Regions from separate parts of the Mus musculus genome. Here all the other regions are linked to region 3. A link is a contact called in public Hi-C and promoter capture Hi-C data. All regions are on one chromosome and are shown on one strand. Each heading gives the region's core, a stretch centred on a gene start, on an enhancer-like site or on the middle of the called end of the contact. The rest is flanking DNA. Distances are from core to core; before and after follow the strand shown.

Region 1 (3,058 bases), core at 439-2,938, 2.1 Mb before region 3:
ACCTAGAGGGTTGCAGACCCCTTCAGCTCCTTGGGTACTTTGTCTAGCTCCTCCATTGGGGGCCCTGTGTTCCATCCTATCAAAGTTTGGAGCCAAGACGAAAGGATGGACCATCCAGAGACTACCCTACCCGGGGATCCATCCCATAATCAGCCACCAAACCCAGACACTATTGCACATGCCAGCAAGATTTTGCTGAAAGTACCCTGATATGGCAAGTACTTTTTCAACTGAGCAGCATCTGTGTTGTTATTTTTAAGGAAGCCCAGAATAATCAAAAGATAGGAATGTTGTTCTGAGCACATCTATCCCCCTCCACAATATTAGCAGATGTAATATCTAATTTTAACCAAACCTGTTATTATACAAGGTTTCCTCCATCATTATCAAATCATTATTGTACTTGCAAAAACAATTCCTGTATCAAGTATTATCTCAAGAAAAATCTAATGCTCTCTACAGGACTTTCCCTAGATCTCTGTACTTACTTAAGTAGGGTTTGAACTTCACTGGCTCTGTGCCTTTATAGCACAAGAAACAGAATGTGACATCTTATCCAGTAAACAGGTTCTCATTATCCCCTCATATTTGCCTCATTATAACATTCATTTACTAAAATTTCATTTATATCTGCTATTTTTACTAGCTTATATTTTCCTGAAAGCATCTTTCTTTAGCACTAAGGATTAGTGGTTTCCCACCTTCCTAGAATACCAGTAAGTTAAAATTTTACTGCCCTTGCCATTCTTTGAAGTGTTCTTTCCTGTTTATTTATGAATATAATTTTAGTGCATACGAGGCTAGACCAAAAAGTGCAGGTTATAGTCAAACACACACACACACACACACACACACACACACACACACACACACACACACACACACACACACACATGGTGTGTGTGCGTATTTATGTAACAAAGATGAATGGAATTAAAGCCATTAATTTGAAATGGAGCAAAATGGGAATATATGGTCGGATTTGAAAGAGGAAAATACAAAGAGCTAATAATAATACCAAAAAATAAAATAAATAATTTCCAAAGTTCAGAAACTTTGGTTTTCCTGATGTCAGAAGTCTTCTAATTCCTGAAACAGTCCTGTACTGAGGTTAGTCAGTCAGGTATGGTGAGAGCACGAGAGAGCAGAGCTCTTATGCAATAACCACTTGTAAGTAATAGACAATTAGAGAAGCGTCTGATGCAGGCTTATATGAAAGGCCAGGCCTGATGAGCTTGGTGAGGTGATCTCAGAGAATGGAATCAGGAGCCGTCCTCCCAAGTGTTCCCAGGTCTGCTCAATGACTGGGGCAAAACACCAGTACTCCTTTGGGCTCAACCTTTTCCTTTCTTAAGTGGGGTTGCTAATACACATGTATCCTCTCTTTACACAATCTTGGCAGATCCCTAGGTGGAAATTTGATTGGTTAATCAAAGCACCTGCCAACTGTGGATGTGCAGTTCGCTAATGCAGGCACTTGTGTTCAGTGTGTGTGTGTGTGTGTGTGTGTGTGTGTGTGTGTGTGTGTGTGTTTATATGCATTCTCATTCATTTCATTATGTGTGGAGGTCAGAGTTAGAATTTATTGTTCCCTTAATTGTTTCTTTTATCTTAGCTTTTGAGTCTTAAAAGGATCCAGGAGCTCACTGATTTGAAAAGATTGACTGTCCACAAGTTCCTGGTGTCCAGATTTTGTCCGTGTCACCAGCACTTAACAGTAAGGTGTGAACTACTGCTTTTGATGCCGCTTGGGTTCTGAGGATCTAACTTAGTTCCTTCACTTGTGCAGCAAGGGCTTTATCCTCGGAGGCATCTTCTTAGCCTCCTTGTCTTCCTTTTAATAAATTCTACCCAAAAGGCGACTGTCGTTTAGGAGTTCATAGAGCTAATAAGTACACAAAGGGCAACATCAACCACCTTTAAAGTGAAGATCAGTTTTCACTCTCGGTCCATAGATGGCAGCAATGTACCAAGTCTTACACAACTTTCTCCCAGCCTATGAAAAGTTTTATGTAGAGTAAATCCCATGTTTTCTAAGTAAAGAAAAATTATTTAAAAGAAACTATAGCGGCAACAGAATATGAACAAAAAATACTTTTAGCAAACCTTCTGTCCATCTCAGGTTTTTATTCAGTGAACTAAAGCTTTCTTCAGTTTGCCCAGCACGAGCATCTTTGTCATTTTAACTGCAGGCCACAATAGATACCATAAAAATAAAACTCTTTAAAAGATAATAGCAGTTCAAAACAATACCAAGCAAATGCTCCATCTTTTAGTCATGGTTATTAAAAAAGGATTAATACATGCAGGCCGTTTTCTTTTATTTGTTTAAGAAATTAAAAAGACTGGAAAGCACTTGCACACAGAAACCTTTTCTACGGAAAGAATAGAGCAAAGTAAAGAAAGGAGATTTCCAGATTTAGACACTGAAGACAAAGCGAATCAAGAGCCACTGGCCCATGGGAGACGGGAAGAGCTGCAAGCGGAGATTGAACTGAGGGAATATAATAAATCTAAACAATGCCTCACACTCACTATCAGAGCACAAAACATTTTGGGCAGCTATTGAATTTTCTGTCTATGAAATTCCTTATCACAGGTTGAATCATATTAGTTCGTATTTTTCCCTTTCTAATTTAAAAGTTCATTATGAATGATGTGGGAAGATCACACTCATGTTGAGAAGGCACTCGTGTGACAGAAATATATTTTAACTTTACAACATGAGAAAGAAATGACAAAAAGACTATCTTATGTTATACAACCTGTAAAATAGGGAAATATTATTATGTGTTTTGCTGGCGGTGCTGTAGCATTAAATGAAAAGATTTGGAGCAATGCATGCATACATGCATTTTTACAGTTATTTGAAAGTGAAATTGAAGAAAGAAGTAAGGACATAAAAGGGACATGAAAGCAGAAGACACAGGGTCCACGTGAGAGAGAGAGACAGAGACAGAGAGACATGGAGACAGAGAGAGAAGCAGAGACAGGGAGAGACAGTGAGAGGGAGGCAGAGACAGAGACAAACACACAGACAGAAACAGAATGAGACAGA
Region 2 (3,326 bases), core at 419-2,918, 2.1 Mb before region 3:
GACAAGAACCATATTACTCAACCGATTTAAACAGTAGAAAGGAATTTTATGACTTCTCATAGGCATACATTATTTCATTGTAACTGTCAATAATGCGGATATTTATAGGTCAATGAATTATAAAATGTCCCAGTATCTATAAACTAATGCCTTAAGTCAGAAAGGCAGAAAGTGATATGCAAACAGGATAGCCATAGATGTGCACATGAGATAAATTGTAGCTTGGAGATCCAGAACATAGTGCATAGGTTTAATCGAGTCTTTTTTTTTCTAGAGAGAAATGAGGGCAGGCAGTGTGGTAAAAATGCCCATCTGTGTTTCAGAAATTTCAGAAATAGTTTTTTTCTTAAAGAAATCAATGTGAAAACCTTAAATTTTCTTTCAATGTACCACTCAAATAGAGTTTAAACATGTTGTTCCCGTTGTTAAATGACAATTCTCATGTCAGTGTGTGTGGTATGCTGCATGTACACAGGCAACATTATGTCAAACACCCTTAATTATGTTATTACCTTTTCCTGATGGTGTATAATGTCATATCCAAGAACTAATTTTGTGAACTGTTTAATATTGTAAGCTTGCAATTTTGTATTCTATTTTGTGTTAAATATATTTCCCTCTCACTGTGTATCCTGACATCACACTAAATTACACACTTTACTTTTAAGGATTATTAATGATTCTTCCTGCTAAATGATACCATGCTGACAAAACTATATTAATTTACATTTTACATGTGATATTTTAGAATCTAAAAATCAGAAGCAGACTTGTCATAGCATATATTATAAATATATTTTCTCATCTGATTACATATTATAAAAAATAAATATATCAAGTTTTTTTACACCAATAGAACCAGGTAATGCTATTCGATAACCAGGGAATATTTGTTTCAGAAATATTTAATATGATTTAATATTAAATGTCATTCATGTCCAAACATAAAGTTCTATAAGATATGAAAAACAAACCAAGTCTACAGTTAAAATTCCCAAGTTACAGAGAGAAAGGTAGATTTGTGAAAAAAAAAAAACTAACTTTCTACACAGCTAGTACAGGAAAAAAATCCTGTGTCCCAGTGAAACAGCACACCATCCCAGTCTTCTTCAATCTTATCACCTATATCAGGTCAAATGGCCTGTATGCTAAGTCTGTGTTCAATTTGCATTAACTAATACAAAACTGGAAGTTCATAAAATTAGCAAAGTCAGTTTAGATGTGCAATTCCAAACACTTCAAATTTGATTTTTCTTAGAAATTTGATTATGTATCATAAATTGTATCTAAATGATGAAAACATACTCTTGTGTGATATTAACTTGGAGATGATAGCTATTTGTTTATATTTTATATTGCTATCAAAACATTATATATATATATATATATACATATATCAAGTTATCAAACACTAATATCAAAAGAGTAAAAGTATCTATTTCTGGTTTCAATTTTACTTCCTCTGAATGTCTGTTATAATTTACTAGAAGTACAAACCACTTTCCCATTTTAAAACTATATGAACTTTTTTGTTCTCCTTTCAAATTCTGCATGTATCTAAGAAAAAATAGATATTGAAACAGAATTTTACTTTTGTGAGTGCTTGATAAGAATGTGGTTTTCAACAACCTTGTGAAACGCTCATACAGTTAGGAAGAACTTTGACAAAAGCCACATAGCACACGTTTCAGTCTTTCATTGCTGTATCATGCAAAGAACAAAACCCTGCTCCCGTGCTATCAGTTAATAAAACATTTCCTGAACTATTTAACTTCCGTACAAATTTAAACCATTTTTATGTTTTTATCATTTTTCTGTTAACAGTCAAATTCCAAAGGGAAACACTATTTACGTGTGTGTTTGCTTTTATTAAAAGCTGTTTGATTTTAAAAGGCGTTGCATGAGCAAAGGTGTTTGTTCAACTCTAGCCGATATATGTTATTACGGGCTTACTCTGAGTAAACTGCCATCTTGTTTGCTTAGAAAAAAATAAAATGGTAGAGTTAATTGAATGAAAACAGCATAGAAAGAATAACAACAGTCCCTTTCTTTATTTGAAATATGTCAACACAGAGATATGAATTTGAAAGTACAATATGTAAAATGTAGCAAAGATTAAAAAGTCTGGGAGATAACTTTTGTTTAAAATGTGGTCATTTACATGCAAGAAATCTATTTTTTTGGTTAAATATATATGATTCTTCAGAAGTTTATTGACTTAACATCCATGAAAGCAGTTAAATCACTGCATTATTGTTGATACTTTAATATATTTTGTTTTCATTGATTAACTATATTCATACATAACTTATATCATTGTCGTCACAAAACCCCTTATATTTCAGAAAATCTGTATTTCCCAACACTTTGTAGAGAAAGTATCTTAATGCTAATACCATTTAAAATTATTTCAAATCAACTTATCAATTATCGATAAAAATTTAAAACAAGCAGCAGAATTTCAAATTTGAGTAACAGTTGAAATCAGGTTAATTTTGATAAAAATAATTTGCAATATATGTATAGATGAAGTTTGAAGATACTCGTTGTCAACATTCTCACAGTATCTCAATTTGTACAGTACCCTACACAAATTCTTTTCCATCACACTTTTGAAGGCAACTTTCATCACTAAAATCATTTATTACAATGTAGAGCAAAACTGTTTTTAAAACAAACATTTGAAGAAATGATAATTAATATTAGAAAATCAATATTGAACTTTAATTACCTTCTTTAAGTTTTCTTAATGCTAAAGTCAACCAAGTAAAGTGTGCTATACTGGCATCATGGGAACGAGAGCTTATTTATGGACATCTATTTAGTTTTGTAACCTATGTGAATAAATATTGTTCCCATTTTTTTTCTTATCGTTCTTTTTAGTGACTCTTAAAATAATGGATCTTATTTAGGCTAGTGTTTGAGTCTGTGAGTGCAGAGTAGAGTTCAAATACTCTTCTCCTCTGTTTCCTCGCCTTGAACTGATTTAGATTTCTTTGACAATTTTATTTGGACTTTGCTAATTAGATAAACTTTTAAAAGTTTCCTCAAGAGATAAAATTAAAAATACATGAGTAAAATTTTCCAAACGACAATGTTTGTGTTATTTCTTCTCATTAGTTTCCTTAAGATCAAGGCAAGCTATAAGCAATCCATGAAACTTGAAGCATTTAAATTTACTTACCCCACTGCAGAGTTAGGACCTTAGGGTTATTGGTCTAATGTTCCATAAATCTGAATGTTTCGTGGGTTGTCTTAGCAACAAGTGCATCACTCTTCTGGAGAATTCTCTAGTCCGTGTCATAAGAGCTGTGCTTTATCCCAAT
Region 3 (2,992 bases), core at 109-2,608:
TACAACACGTTCTCTCACAAAAGGTTGGGATGCAAAGCCTTAGCCCTCACAGCAGGCCCACCAACTTAACCAGTTCTCTTCAGACACTACTCACAACACACACTGGTGCACCCAGCACCCCATGGACGCTCCAGAGGCAAAAAGAGAAGCTCAGGAACTTGAGGTCACTCTAGGCTACACAGGCAAGAGTCTTATCTCAGAACAACACAACCTAAAAACCACAACGGTACCCTTGTGTACATACATTTATTTTTACAAAACAATAAGCCGTGGAACATCTAAGATGAAAGAAAAAAGAAAAAAAAAAAAGACAGGCTGGAGACAGAAAAAGAACAATGTGGCAAACAATTAGGTGGGGAAAACCACTGCAAAGCGTAAGGTTATCTTTTGAGAAAGATGTTGAGGGGGTAACCTCTGGAAACCATCAAAGCCACTGCCAAAACAGACATGTAGAACCACACGTAGATGGAAACGTGTAAAATTAAGACAAAGAAAGATGCTTGCTAACGCAAAAGAAAAAGCAAATAAAACCGATCACTTGACACACACTTTACCTGGCTGTCTTATTTTAAATACCCGGAGCTACAACTTTATTTTATTGTTTACGAATAATAGTTACTTTCTAAGTGTTGGGTCCGAGAGGGACAAAGCTGCAGAACCATAGCAGAGAGAAGGGAACTCTGAGACTTATTTCTGTACCTCTGGGTGCGCTCTACCTATCAGGCAGCGGGCGCGGACACACCCACAACCGCGGTCACCCGTGTCGCCCGATCTAAGGAGTGGGAGATGGTGACGGGGAGTGGTGCTCAATCACTGGAAACAAATAACCCGTTACTGAAACGCCTGGGCCCCGGAACTGAGCTCACCGCGTGGACAAAAAGGTCCACGACCCCTTTCGCCCCGGGTCCCCAGGCCACGAGCACGCGCCAGACACGAGCAGGCGCCAGACACTTGGCGGGTCGCGTGGCCCCAGGATGGGCTCGCAGGCAGCGGTCGCGAGGCCTGGAACGCCCCGCGCGCGCCAAACTCCGCCGCAGCGGAAGACCGGAGCTCTGGGGCCGCCAGCTTCGAGGTCGCGGCGGGTCCCCTTCCCCGTCCCCTCGCAGGATACCGCCGAGGCCGACGCGGGGACCGTGGGGCCCTCTACGACGCCTCCATCCGGGGGCTCGGCGCCGGGAAGCGCAGGCCCGGTCAGACGAGAACGACGCGCACTCACCGTCCATGGTCTCCCTCACCGCGTTCAGGTTGGCCGAGGCCGCCGCGCCCGGGCCGCTACCGCTCGCCATGGAGAGGAGAGGCCCCCGCCCCGGTGGGAGAAGGCCTGACCCGGAACTGGAGCGCCCGCCGCCGCTCGGCCCCGCCCACACACCGCGCGGCGGCGCTCGCACCGCCCAGGCCACGCCCCCGCCGCCCGGGCCACGCCCCCTCGCGCCGAGCGCCGAGCGCCGACGCCGGACCGCGTTGATTTGAATTTGGAGCCTCGTTCCCTTGCGCGGAACGTAGAGCGAGGAGTTAGCGTTCGAATTCACCCGGCCGCCTCGACGCCATTGGCTGGTTCGCGGACGGCGGTGGGACGCGATTGGCCGGTGACCTCTCCCCGCCCCGCGCCCTGGTTGGCCGGAGAGCACGGAGGGAGTTAAAGAGTCGGCGCCTGGCGTGGGCATCTGCAGGGTGATGCTAGAACTTCCACGTTGCCCACGAGTGTAGGTACGTTCTCCGTGGCCCCAGGCCTGGACTCCTGCTTCGAGGTGGACCGCTCTGGTTTCCTGGCCCCAGACGTACCTGTGAGCTCGCCTAGGTGTGAAGGGGAGCAGAGAGAGAGGGCGCCTGGACACTGAATGGTCGCTGGAAGTGACGTCTCTGCTGTTTCCGAGGGAGCCCGCTCAACTTTGATCTTACAAAAGTAAATTCTTTTCTTTTCTTCTTCTTCACCCCCGCCCCCATCTCCCTTCTGGCTGTAACCCTCTTTGGAAGGAATGCAGCGTGCCTTTGGATCCCGGAGGGGGAGTGCTCTTTAGGAAAAGTAGTTTAAATCCCCACCTGGGTCCAGCCTGTCACTCACCCTGTTCAAGTGAGGACTAACGTGCCAGTAGTAAAAATTGCAGTTCTGTGTGGAATTACTTGGGTATCCGGACGGTGTTCGTACGGTTTTGTCTTGAGATGATGAATAAGGAAAACGATAAATAGAAGTCGTTTGGTTGGAAAGGCACTTATTTTTGGTGTAATCAGATTGGACCAGAGCCCACTCATAACCGGTTGGCTGCTTCATATATGCCGCATAACTTCCGTGCATGCGTTGCTTCCTCTGAAAAAGTGATAGGAGCATTGCCGTACCTTCCCCAGCTCCCAAGGCTCGGCTCCGGATCATCTGAGAAAACGTGCAGGGCTGATTCTCCTTTGTAAACCATAGAAACTTAACCCCAAGAGGATTCGATTTGGAGTGAGATGTTGAATGTATTTTGTCGGGATTAATATCTATGATATTCAGTAATTTTAATATGTGTACTTTTGATTTCTTTCTAGTTTGCTTCCTGGGCTATGGGAGATGTCAGCGAATTAAAAATGCAAATAACACCAGAAACTCCAGGAAGGATCCCTGTTTTAAATCCCTTTGAAAGTCCCAGTGATTATTCTAATCTCCATGAACAAACCCTTGCTAGTCCTTCTATCTTTAAGTCCACAAAACTACCAGTAAGTTTCTCTTGCCTAGTGTTTACAAGTGATTTTAAGTGAAAGTAACTACAAATAATTTTAAGTGTAAATACAAGAAGAAGATGGCACCTAATCTTGTAATGGTTCTTTGAGCAGACATGATCTGAGCGCTCTTATGCAGGAGGTCGACATCCAGGAACTGCCCACACCAGCACAGAAACAGCACACAGGCTTTACAAGTTAGCTGGTCACAGCTGAGCTACTCATATATACCTCAGACCAAAGACAGCAGCCAAGACCAATATGGAGACAAACATGCCACGCTCTAGTAACGAATTAT

What was found. Promoter capture Hi-C pulls out the DNA fragments that hold promoters and counts their contacts. A called contact is a pair of places that touch in the nucleus more often than the background predicts.
Region 1: a contact with region 3 is called in a Hi-C map of the G1E-ER4 cell line, with 6 times the contacts expected there. The contact joins the enhancer-like site here to the promoter of Mzt1 in region 3. A contact is called at or near these places in 15 of 39 promoter capture datasets (the 3T3-L1 cell line, 3T3-L1-derived adipocytes, the C10 cell line and 10 more), 12 of 484 Hi-C or Micro-C datasets (the G1E-ER4 cell line, LSK cells, embryonic fibroblasts and 7 more), 12 of 115 datasets of contacts at active chromatin or transcription factors (astrocytes, bone marrow-derived macrophages, differentiating embryonic stem cells and 8 more) and 1 of 9 other capture datasets (adipose tissue).
Region 2: a promoter capture Hi-C map of the HPC-7 cell line shows a contact between it and region 3. The contact joins the enhancer-like site here to the promoter of Mzt1 in region 3. A contact is called at or near these places in 11 of 39 promoter capture datasets (the 3T3-L1 cell line, the C10 cell line, the HPC-7 cell line and 6 more), 2 of 484 Hi-C or Micro-C datasets (the G1E-ER4 cell line and ventricular fibroblasts) and 6 of 115 datasets of contacts at active chromatin or transcription factors (embryonic hindbrain, embryonic midbrain, embryonic stem cells and 3 more).

Annotation. Positions count from the first base shown.
Region 1 is chr14:96,960,648-96,963,705 of GRCm38.p6, forward strand. No RefSeq gene overlaps it. Among named protein-coding and RNA genes, the nearest start is that of Gm33525, 91 kb to the right of the region's middle. Within about 2 kb of position 1,689, at least 2 of the 459 cell types and tissues checked have an H3K27ac peak or open chromatin away from gene starts, as enhancers often do. A contact at or near this core is called in the G1E-ER4 cell line, where this site is marked.
Region 2 is chr14:96,989,058-96,992,383 of GRCm38.p6, forward strand. No RefSeq gene overlaps it. Among named protein-coding and RNA genes, the nearest start is that of Gm33525, 62 kb to the right of the region's middle. Within about 2 kb of position 1,669, at least 18 of the 459 cell types and tissues checked have an H3K27ac peak or open chromatin away from gene starts, as enhancers often do. A contact at or near this core is called in the G1E-ER4 cell line and the HPC-7 cell line, where this site is marked.
Region 3 is chr14:99,044,778-99,047,769 of GRCm38.p6, forward strand. Mzt1 (mitotic spindle organizing protein 1) reads right to left here and starts at 1,359. Exons shown (of 3, transcript NM_175245.4): 1 at 1,217-1,359. The coding sequence starts at 1,286. It overlaps Bora (bora, aurora kinase A activator), which reads left to right and starts at 1,600. Exons shown (of 12, transcript NM_175265.5): 1 at 1,600-1,903; 2 at 2,524-2,691. The coding sequence starts at 2,539.